2 separate regions of the Mus musculus genome follow, and region 1 is linked to region 2. A link is a contact called in public HiChIP or PLAC-seq data. All regions are on one chromosome and are shown on one strand. Each heading gives the region's core, a stretch centred on a gene start, on an enhancer-like site or on the middle of the called end of the contact. The rest is flanking DNA. Distances are from core to core; before and after follow the strand shown.

What was found. HiChIP or PLAC-seq counts read pairs in DNA pulled down with a chosen protein or histone mark.
Region 1: a contact with region 2 is called in an H3K4me3 HiChIP or PLAC-seq map of pro-B cells, with 4 times the contacts expected there. The contact joins the promoter of E2f3 here to the enhancer-like site in region 2. A contact is called at or near these places in 2 of 484 Hi-C or Micro-C datasets (large pre-B cells and spermatogonial stem cells) and 2 of 115 datasets of contacts at active chromatin or transcription factors (the 230-238 cell line and pro-B cells).

The regions. Positions count from the first base shown.
Region 1 is chr13:29,984,620-29,987,319 of GRCm38.p6, forward strand. E2f3 (E2F transcription factor 3) reads right to left here and starts at 1,444. Exons shown (of 7, transcript NM_010093.3): 1 at 681-1,444. The coding sequence starts at 1,049.
Region 2 is chr13:29,724,916-29,727,615 of GRCm38.p6, forward strand. All of the region lies in intron 5 of Cdkal1 (CDK5 regulatory subunit associated protein 1-like 1), which reads right to left. Among named protein-coding and RNA genes, the nearest start is that of Cdkal1, 130 kb to the right of the region's middle. Within about 2 kb of position 1,431, at least 28 of the 459 cell types and tissues checked have an H3K27ac peak or open chromatin away from gene starts, as enhancers often do. A contact at or near this core is called in the 230-238 cell line and pro-B cells, where this site is marked.

The DNA.
Region 1 (2,700 bases), core at 194-2,693, 260 kb after region 2:
CTGCCACCGCGGAGATGCGCCCAGGCCGGAGCACCCGCCCGCCGGCCCCTTGTCGCAGACAGCGCGAGCCCTGGCCCACCGGGGCTCTCAGCTCCACCTCCCCCACCGCGATACCCGTCCACCTCCCAGATCCCCTTTGTTGCCTGGAGCTAGGTCCCCAAAGGTGCCAGGCACTGGCGCCCCTGCGCTCGGAGCACGCCTGCGGGACCCCCAGTCGCCCAGGGGCAGCAGAGACAGGAGAGGAGGCTTGCACGCCTCGGGTCCCCCAGTTTACATCCTCTGGGGTCCCCCACTCTCCAGTGCACTACTCCCTCCCCCACCCCCTTCTCCATCCGGGGCGTGACCCCTTCCTACGCCCGAGAAAGAGGAAGCTTCGAGTTGCAAGGGAGGGGAGAGTGGGGGTAGGGAAAAGTGCAGGAAAAGAAGTGGAGGGGGGGGGGGCGCGAAAAGTTTTGGAGTGTTGGATGTGGTTCTCAAAGAGGGACTCCCCACTGCCCCGCGTGCCTGCCCAGGCCCCCACGTCCTCCCAACGTCCGCAGGAAAGCACCCCGAGTCTAACAATAAGCACACGCTGGAAGGGACAGCAACGAGGCCCACGATGCTCAGCCTCGCGCTCCCGCCGCCACCGCTCCCGGGAGCCCGCCTCCCACCTGGGCTAGGGACGCTGAGGAGGGTATTACCGGTGGGCCACCGCCGCCGCCGCGTCCTGGTGCTGGTGGCTGCTGCAGCAGCCCGACTCTGCTGGAGGGTCCTTGTGGCGTGGTGTAGAGGCTGCTGGCGGCCGGCTCCGTGCCGGGGACACTGGGGAGAAGGGGGCCGGCGGTCAGGGCGCCACTTTGGAGGGAGGTGGCACAGGACGTGGTGGAAGGGTTCGTAGTGAGGATCTGGATGTACGTGCCCGGGGCGGCGGCGGCGGCGAAGCCGGGGCTGGCTAGCAGTGCCCTTTTGTCCATGGAGGCTGCAGCGGCGGCGGCGACGACAGCCGCCCCCTCCCCACCCCCGGCGGTCACCAGGTACTGCTCCAGGGCGGGCTGGATCCCCTTTCTCATCTCTCGCTCCTGCTCTTTTTTAGTGTTACGATATATTAACGTATTGCTTTCAATTTCTTTTATTATTTGCAGCCGGAGTTTCCAAGTCTCTCCTTCTCGCCTCCCCTCCCGGCGCTTCCGAACCCTCTCTCTCTCTTTTCTTTTTATTTTTCCGCACCGCACAGGCCCCGGGGGCCAAAAATAATCGGGGGTCTGGAGAGAGGAGGGTCCCGGCCGCACGGATATCAGGCCCCGAGGAGGGATGGAGGCGTCGGGGGCAGCCGATGCAACGGATTGCGAGGCGGTGGCGGCAGCCCGGGTGCTGCGGCCGGCAGCTGAAAAATGGCTCCAGGAAGCTGCTGCTGACAATGAATGAAGGGATACGGTTTACGCGCCAAGGTCCTCCCGCGAAACTCAGATTTCCCGCCGGCTTTTCAAACCATATTTGCATATCTCCGCCCCTCAACCCGCCGAGGACTGTTCCCACAGTCCATTGGATCCCTGTCGCCTTACTTCGGTACCAATCCTGGAGCGAGGTCGCCACTGGCTGTTTTCCATTGGCTGCCATACACCATGGTTACCGGGGTGACCCGGGCTCTATTTGCATAGAGCAACCTGACTGGCTGGAAGCAGAGCAGGCTTCTTAGGAGGTGGGGCAAAGTCCTACTCTCCCACGGAAAGCCACGCCCATTCCAGGCCCCTCCCTCGCTCCTACCCGCGGGGCTGGCTCTGATGACCTGGGCAGGGACTCTGCCTCGCAGACTCAGTGTGGATCTAGTCTTGAGCGCAAGTTTCGGTTTTGGAAATTGTCAAGGTGACACCCTCAGGGACTTTGTTTCCTGTAACCAAGCAGTGTAGTAAATGAAGAACTGGTAGAAATTCCCCTAAATATGTGTCAAAGGCAAGTTGGACCCGGCCTGGCAGGTGGAAAACTGAGCCCTTTAAATCCTGGGTTTCTTCCTTCCTGAAATCCAACCAATGACGTGAGAGCGGATCCGGAGGCCAAGGCTGATAGACAGAAGCATGTGGGCAGACAGAACCGTGGGGGTAGAAGGTTCAGCTGACGCGACTGCAGGCACACTTTAGTTCATATTCCAGATCATTCCTGGCAGCTTCATGATTAGCCCGATTTCGATTTAAGTAAAAATTAACTCTTTGTTCAGTGAACTCTGACTACAAGTATAGGTTTGAGTCTAACAAGCACCCTCTCTGGCCCAGAAACACCCAGGGGAGTTAATCAGGGCTAACCTAGAACTGATCCGCGGGTTTTTAATCCGCCATGCAGTAATCCAAAGTAGTACAGGCTTTTATGGTGACGTGGGACTTCCAGTGAAAGCTGCCTGCACTCAGCTCTTTACAGCCTCATACGCCAGGAAATTCTTAAGCAAACAGCAAACACTACAACGCAAACCTAACCCGATATGTTTTAAAAGAGGAGAAAAATGTATGCATATATATGTATATATGGAAATCAGAAAATGTCAAGGAAAATGAAATCGTCGAACTGGTTTCTATATTAAAGTAAATACTCACGGATCTTTAAAATGAGCATTGTGGGGCTGGAGAAATGGATCAGTTACTTACATAAGTGAGGGGACCTATATTTGATCCCCAATACTCACATTTAAAAAGCTAGGCATGACCGCGTGTATCACTAATCCCAGAACTGGGA
Region 2 (2,700 bases), core at 181-2,680:
TAAACAAACCAAATTATGCTGTACTGTATAACTGAAAGCAGGTTTCCTCATTATTACCACCGTCCATTCTGCAGCGGAAAGTGAAGCTCAGCAGAATCATACAGAAAGGGAGCTGAGGCTGCGCCAATTAGCCTCGGAAAAGCCATACTCAGAACGTGCCTCCATTGGTTCACTGTTGTTATCTCCCTAGGGAAAGCTACATAAAATGTCTATATGTATCCATGAAAAACGATACACAGCACTGTAGCAAGTGGAAAACCCTAAGCTAATCAACCAAGGCCTGCTGATTAAACACTAAGTGTGAGGCATGTGGGGTGGCCCACACCCACACATATATGGGCAGCACAAATGAGAGCCTATGCATCATAAATTTAAAAACCATGACAAGTCTGATCCAGAGATGCAGGTGAATCTGGAAGGAGTTGAAAGTGAATATGATCAAACTACATTGTATAAAATTCTTAAGCAACTAATAAAAAATAAATTTTAAAGGAATACACGCACACATACACACACACATACACACACACACACACACACACACACACACACACACACACACACACGAGAAACAGCTCAGTGGTAGAATGTCTGCCTACTATCCATAAGACCCAGTACCACCCAGCTCATACTACTGGATAGAACAAAACTGACCTGAGATAATGTGCTCACATAATCATAATAAGGAACCCACCACATTTATCACTAACTCATTAAGCTGTGGTCACTTAGAGATGGAGCATGCTGTGACTTCCACAGTGTGGTGATCTGAATGGGAATGGGTCCCAAGGCCCATGTTTGAACTCTTGGTTCCCCATGGGTGGAATGCCTTGGGAAGGATTGAGAAATGTGGTCTTCTGTGTTACAGAACCAAAGCTGCAAGATTGCCATGACATGGGGCAACAACAGGATATCTAAGAGACGGTGAGGATCCAGGGTTGATGGGGTAGCAAAAGCCAGAGGCTTCTAGCCAGACCACAGCCTCACTGCAATGAACATTTCAGGTAAGGCTATTTGGTGTACTGTGTGACACACCTTATCTTCCACGGCACGATGTTTTTTCTGTATGTATCTGATTTTGTTTTGTTTTTGCTTTTTGTTTGTTTTCTTTGGGGGCGGGGATGCAAGGGTAGATTTGGAGAGACTGGGAAATGATGGAATTTCCGTGCATGATGTGAAATTTAAAAAGAATCAATAAAAATATTTTCTAAAGTAATTTTAAAAATTCAAAAAGAAAGAGAGAGAAAAGTGTGGCCTTGTTAGAGAAGATGTAGCACTATGGAAGAGCACTGACTACTCGCCCCCCCCTTCGTCCCTCCCTCCTCACCCCTCCCACTTGAGCACATAGATGTCAGCTTTCAACTGTTGCTCCAGTACCATGTCTGTCTGCCTCCTGGCACACTCTCCACCATGATGGCCCCAGTAAGCTCTTCCTTCTGTAAGCCATGTGGTCATGGCATCGAATCACAGCAATAGAAAAGTAACTGAGACGAGTGTATAAAGCACAAAAGCAGTTTCCAAGTGACTGGTGATATAGACATTTCCGTGTGACTTTAAAATATTGTATTTAACAACATAGACATTAAAAATAAACCAATATTTCAATTAAAAATAAATAAGCAGAAATTTCCCAGCAAAAAGAGGAAGAGAAATAAAACTGTGGTTAGTGTCCCTACATCCTTTTGAACCTTCCTATTTATCTCAGAACCCACATAAAAGTGGTTTTTAACCCATGGCATATAAACAGGATGTCACAGTTAGCTGGAAGAACCCTGATGAATGCTTTAGGGGAGAAATATGGTATTTGGTCTTCTGATCATCTCAGAAAAATAAAGTGGTGTTTCAAACCAACTAATTAAGGATTTTGATTAAAGGGATTTTAGACATCATTAAATAATTGGGTGCCTTTCTACATTTTGATGGCAATAAATACTACTGAGGAGACAGTTAAGAGTTGGGAGGGTGCGTGCCTAGGATACACCTGTGCAGGGTCTCTCATGTAGTGTGTCTGGGCAACCTCATTACTCCCTTTCTGAAAACAAAACTTTAAGCTTTAAGGAGCTGGATGCACTATAGCATACACAGCCAGCCTCCCCAGAGGCCCATGTGTTCAAGGCCTGTTTCTCAGGGTGGTACTACGAAGACAAGTTGTTAGCTTTGAGGGTAGAAGCAGGTCTTTAATTCAGTGCTGACATGCCTTTGGGACCCTGAGCTCTCCTTTCCCTAATGTAACTGGTATTGTCCTGCCTAATACTCTTTCTATGACATCCTAAGGGCCAAACTATACCTTTCTTCTCTGTGAGTTATCTGTCCTCAGTCACTGCTAACTGATACAACATGGTTCTGGAAGAAAGCTCTAAACCAACAGTATCAAGAGTTCAGTTTAGATTCTGCCTCTGTGGCAAACTGAAAGAAAGGCAGATCTTGTCTCCATCCTAGTTTTCCCACGTGTTAAATGGAAACTGCTAAACCCTGTGGTTCATACTGGCAAGAAAACTCTACAACTGTAATAGGAAACATTTGCCTTAATAGGCAGTAATTACAACCAAAGCCTAGTAATATTAAGAAGAAAATATTGTAGGAATGAGTGAAATCCTTAGATTTTCTTTTCTAAATGCTACGGTACTAAATTAGTTGCAAAAGTTCTTTGAAAGCATCCACAAAACACTGCAAATGGGAATTTGGAGGGAATCCATGGCA